2 separate regions of the Zea mays genome follow, and region 1 is linked to region 2. The links are chromatin contacts, called in public Hi-C maps. All regions are on one chromosome and are shown on one strand. The core of a region is the stretch at or near the end of the contact, and the rest is flanking DNA. Distances in the headings are between cores, read along the strand shown. Region 1 holds the start of LOC100283736. Region 2 holds the start of LOC103630698 (CRM-domain containing factor CFM3, chloroplastic/mitochondrial-like).

The links. A called contact is a pair of places that touch in the nucleus more often than the background predicts.
Region 1: a contact with region 2 is called in a Hi-C map of ear, with 1.7 times the contacts expected there. The contact joins the promoter of LOC100283736 here to the promoter of LOC103630698 in region 2. A contact is called at or near these places in 2 of 25 Hi-C or Micro-C datasets (ear and leaf).

Annotation. Positions count from the first base shown.
Region 1 is chr6:174,552,498-174,555,387 of Zm-B73-REFERENCE-NAM-5.0, reverse strand. LOC100283736 reads right to left here and starts at 1,637. Exons shown (of 3, transcript NM_001156635.2): 1 at 1,300-1,637. The coding sequence starts at 1,408. LOC100283631 reads right to left here. Exons shown (of 9, transcript NM_001156532.2): 8 at 2,804-2,880; 9 at 1,728-2,228. The coding sequence ends at 2,213.
Region 2 is chr6:174,298,109-174,300,808 of Zm-B73-REFERENCE-NAM-5.0, reverse strand. LOC103630698 (CRM-domain containing factor CFM3, chloroplastic/mitochondrial-like) reads left to right here and starts at 1,412. Exons shown (of 9, transcript XM_008651752.4): 1 at 1,412-2,322; 2 at 2,543-2,700. The coding sequence starts at 1,570.

The DNA.
Region 1 (2,890 bases), core at 388-2,887, 250 kb before region 2:
TCGCAATAGTAGTAATCTGTCACTTTATAGATCCTGAGCTTCATGGACAACTTTATCTTCCTCAGCACGTAATCCTAATGATACTCAGATTCTCTACACAGCCAGATTCTCCCCACAGCTAGATTCTCGGAAAAGCTGGTCAGAAAAAAGCTGAACCAAACAGGCCCTAGGCCACCTCCACATCCCACTGATGTCCCTGCATGGACACTATGGTCCAGATATTGGGATTAGCAATCCCTCACCAGCAATTTCAGCACCACAACCCTCTTGATATTCAGTAGAATACAAGCAATATTCATGCTACCAATTTCAAACAGGGGGTACAAGATTTTAAAAAAACTCAAATAGAACTCCACTTGTGTTAAGTCCAACAGCAAAATTATACATTTGTATCATCAGCTACAGCTATAGCACAAGTACATATGTATCCCTTATAGGTACAAGATACGAATAACATGATATTTATCCATTGCACATTCAATTATAATCATCTTCAAGCACAACTAATGCTAGATTGTAGGCAGCCATCCACGCATGACACGTGTGTGCATGGAATTTCTTGCACAACTATAGAATGTGGCAGCCAGATTTTGACAATACAAGTATACAACTCAATGACCCGCTAAGCAAATAGGTTCAAGTCATTTGACATTCTGATATCTAGATACTAGTAATGGAGGGTAGAATATATGATCAAGAATCACATGGTACATAACAGCATAGTGGAAATTATGCTGCATTCTTATGCCAATTGTTACATAAAGGCCGGAATATGGTTAATAGAAGTTAACCGTCACGAGCATACAAACAAGGTGAGCTGTAGAACAGGAGCGCTGACAGTTCAACCCCCAATCCACACACACACCAAATTCCATGTAACCCTTCTTAATTGTTTGTGAACCAACAATTAGCTGTATGTAAAAATTGCTAAGTGTTTCTAATCATTCATGGATCCGCCAATCGCCTAACATCCAAAAACGTACTCCATTACAGGAATCAGGAATGCAACATGCACCACCGAACAAGAACAGTGGTAGCCTCGAACAATGGTAGCCTCGACAACAATGGCATCCGCATCTATGCTAGTACTGCCGCACAGGAATGCAACCGATGTAGCAGCGCTCGACTCAACTCCCATACCCTCCTGATGTCATCCTGCAGAGGTTGCAAAACCCACCCCCATAGCCCGGTATTCACACTGCATCCAAAGCGACACCCACCGATCTCACGACGCACGAAACCCTAGCCCGCCGCCACGCACCACGGGGCCATAGAAAAAAGGAGGGAGGTGATCCGTACCGTCGTCGAGGGGCACGAGGCACTCGTAGGAGATCTCAAATTGGAAGGGATTGAGGAAGGCGGTGGGGTTATCCAGCACCGCCACGTTGGTGATGTTCACCGCGCTCATCGCCGCCGCCGCAGCCGCCGGGAGTAGCCGCTCGTACTCGAGCAGAGGGGAAAAGACGAAAGCGAGGCACGGCGGCTGCGGATCGGATTTGTGGTCAGGGGTTGCTCTGCTCGAGGGCGCGACCTTTCAAGCGGGTTTAATGGGGAGCGGCGGGAAGCGAATTTGGGTTGGCGGGAGACGGCCTGGAGCCCGATGTTTGGAGTGAGAGGGCCAGAGAAGCTGGGGTCTGCGGAAGCCGAGAGAGTAGAGGGGACGACGACTGTCGAAACTGAACTACAAAAGCGAACTCTAATTTCCTAATTTGCACGAGAGCCTTAATTAGACGGTGGTAATATTCTCAAAATTTTGAGGAATCGCACAGAATTCTCCTAAAAATGGACTTTCTACATATATCTTTCCTGATAAGCAGCTGCGATCACATTCGTTAGGCATTAGGCTAAAGAAGTAGCAGTCATCGTTGATTGCTCACTAGCGCCGCTCTTGGTACCAAGACTGATTCAACAGAAACAATGGAGACAAAGCCCTGACGGAATGAATATACATGAGCCCGTGGTTCGATAAGACGATAAGAATGGTGCCGTGTAATCATTCCTCGCTACGAAATCGACTCCCCAGATATATAGCAAACATGTTACCAGCGTTCTCTTCAACAAGCCTAGTCAAGGTTCAACTTGGACACCATAATAATACAGATATAAGACAAAACAAATGGCTTGGTGCACACAAATCGCTCAAAGAACTGGGTAGAACCATGGTGACAAAGGGACCACGACATGAGCGGTTCCAAGGCAAGAAGACTCCACCTCACTTTTTTAGAACACTGCACACCACAAACAGAGAGCAATATTATGTGCCGTACATACATCGAAGGAAATATCGTGCTGCAACAAAGTAAACTAAAGAAAATGTCAGAATGGCCATAGGGCATGTACAACATCGATTCTATATTGTGGTTCCCCAAATACTAAATATAACTAAGAAACCCCTTCGTACAACCCAATGTATCTAAGTCTTTATTTTAATTACTATAACCCCTCAAGATACGACTCATTTAGGTCTTGTTCGGTTATTCTAATTCCATATGAATTGGGCTGTATTAGAATGGATTGAGATGTATTTTAACTTGATATGGATTTAAACCGGTTTAATACCACTCCATCCATATGGCTTAACGGTGAAACGAACAAGCTCTAATAGAACCGTATCTAGACTTAGAGAACTCAGAACCGTGCTAGAGACGTTCCTTCACTAAAATACCGTCTCTTGTGTTTTTTTGCACTTACCCCCTTGATACCCCATAAGATACAGAGCATTTATGTGGGTTGTACATGCCCTAATAGTGGTACTCAGGCATACCCTGGTGTCCTTCAGGAAATTAAACTGGATATTACTTACTTGTAAAGGTAGGCCGCAATACCAAGAATGACACACAGAAGGATGATGTCGATGCAAAAGTTGCGACTTGATCTAAGCTGGTAACAA
Region 2 (2,700 bases), core at 163-2,662:
CGAGACATCCACATAGTCTTTAACAATAATCAAAGTGCGGAAAAGAAACGTAGATACACACGGCCTACAGAGGCAGCCGACTGGGGGTTTGCCGCCAACCCACGCCTAGAACTCATCGTACTCTTGGAACTCCTGGAAGTCCTCCTCCACAACTTCATCTTCACCTGAGCAGTGGTTGCAACACGGACAACCTGGGGGGGTTTGGTGTGTAAAGCAAGGGTGAGTACACATCAACATACTCAGCAAAATGTCCCGTTTGGCTGTAGTGGACTAGCTTTATGTGGAGTTAAGCAAGCAGTTGCTTTTAGTTGGTCAGGTTATTATTTACTAGTAGAAAGCCAGGTTTTAGCATTAACCCAAGTTATTAACCCGATGTACCCTTTCCAAACGAAAAGAATACCACTTACCAGTACCATAGGCATAACCAAAACCATCGTCCTCGTCACCTCCTGTAAACCATACATCTCTGATCAAGTATCTCTAATCAATGGAGCTCCCTTGGCCGCTCATAACCATGAGCACGGTTGATATATCAGTTTCATAACACTCTGCAGAGGTTGCACACTTTACCCACAAGCCGTGATTCCCTCTTGCCTCGGGCCGATCAAACCCTTAAACACTACCAAGGTGAATAGGTAGGGTTTCACTACGTAGCCTTTACAAAGATTTCCTGGGGCTGTAGCCACCCGTTAGGTTTCCTAAATGCACCGCACTCCTCCCCAAGGGGGCGAACCAACCTTGGCAGAGCGAGCCGCATACACCGAGCCCCATTAACGGCACGACGGCGAAGCGAACTACACCTCAGTTCCTCTAATTATTCAGCTAAGGGCGTCCCACTACACCCTCATGGTTGCACTGTTTTCCCGGGCGGTCATCCAACGAATAGGTCCTTACGGAGAGGCACTCGAGAAACAGCTCGAGCCCCCTAAATCTCACAGTACCATCATCATAATCAAAAGAGAAAACAGCGTATCATAGATAATCTCATCATGTTCATTGATTAATGTGAAGCGCTAGCATAAAGCTAAAATAAAATAACCCAACCAAAATAGGTAACCAAGGACAAGATAGACAAAAGCTACTCAATTCTTAGGTATAAACTGTGTAAATGCGGGGAATGAATTATAAGAATGAGTAGGACATAGATGGGTCAAGGGACTTGCCTTCACCAACCGACTGCTGCTCAGGGTCTTCACCTGCAACTCCTTCGGACTCCGCCAACTGACCGTTATCTATACGAGATCAAACATACATTCCACACATTTAATACAAAGAACAATACATTTAGATATCATAGTAGTTGACTGATCATGGAATATCCAGACATCATAATAGTCGATTGATCAAGAAACAAAACTGCAATTGTCATTAGAATGTAAATAATTTTACACACACATACACGGACCGAAGAAGGGGAAAAAAAGAAAAAGAAAAGAGGAAAATCCTCTCCGGTGTCCTGTCCTCTCCCCTTATCCGCCACCAGCAAGGCCAAAACCCGACACGCCTTCTCACCCCAAATCCATGGCGCCACCGGGCTAAAAACCCCAACCGCCGGTCCGCCCTCGCTCCATGGCGCTCTCCGAGCTCCCGCTCCACCACTCCTTCCGCCTCTCGTCCCGCCCCAGCATCCACAGCCTCCTCCCGCTCCGCCTCCTCTCCTCTTCCTCTTCCTCGTCCTCCGCCGCCGCGGCTTCGGCCTCCTCCCCTTCCTCCACCGGTGGCAATCGCGCGGCCCCCAGCACCGGCGCTCCGTGGCTGCAGAGGTGGGCGCCCTCCGACCCCTCCCGTCCCGCCCCAGCTCCGGCTCCCATCCCGTCCCCGACCACGTCCATAGACCGCATCGTCCACCGCCTCCGCAACCTCGGCCTCGCCTCCGACGAAGACGACCCCTCTGCCTCCGCCTCCGCCTCCGCTGCCACGGCCGCCGCACCCCCGGACGGCACCGAACGCCTCGGCGACCTGCTCCACCGCGGCTGGGCGCGGCCCGACCACCAGTTCGCGGCCGCGGGCTTCGACGATGCCGTCCTCCCGTGGGAGAGAGACGACGAGACCACGGGGCCGGTGAGGGACGAGGAGGATGGGACCAAGAGGAGACGGGTCAAGGCGCCCACGCTGGCCGAGCTCACCATCGAGGACGGGGAGCTGCGCCGGCTGCGCAGGTTGGGGATGACGCTTCGCGACCGCATCACCGTGCCCAAGGCTGGAGTCACCACGGCCGTCACGGAGAAGATCCATGACGCCTGGAGGAAGTCGGAGCTGGTCCGGCTCAAGTTCCACGAGGACCTCGCGCACGACATGAAGACAGCTCATGAGCTCGTAGAGGTTTGCACCATTTTGCCCCTGCCCTAGTGCCCTCTATCTCTGATCTCAAATTATGTGTCACTTGCAGCTTGTTCCTCAATACCGATTAGTTTAGTGATGCGACAGTGGCAATTTAACCTGCATTGCATTTTCCAATTTACGGTGAATTTGAGTCCCACTTGGCGTTATTGTTTGTCTTTCAAAAATGGATTCCTAACACAAGTTTGTGTGCATTGATCAGCGACGCACAGGCGGATTGATCATATGGAGGTCTGGAAGTGTAATGGTGGTTTACCGAGGGAGCAATTACAAAAGGCCTCTGAAATCTCAGGCTCTAAATGGTGCCTCATCACCAGTGAAGGGCGAAGATGGTGCATTGTTCATCCCAGATGCCTCCAA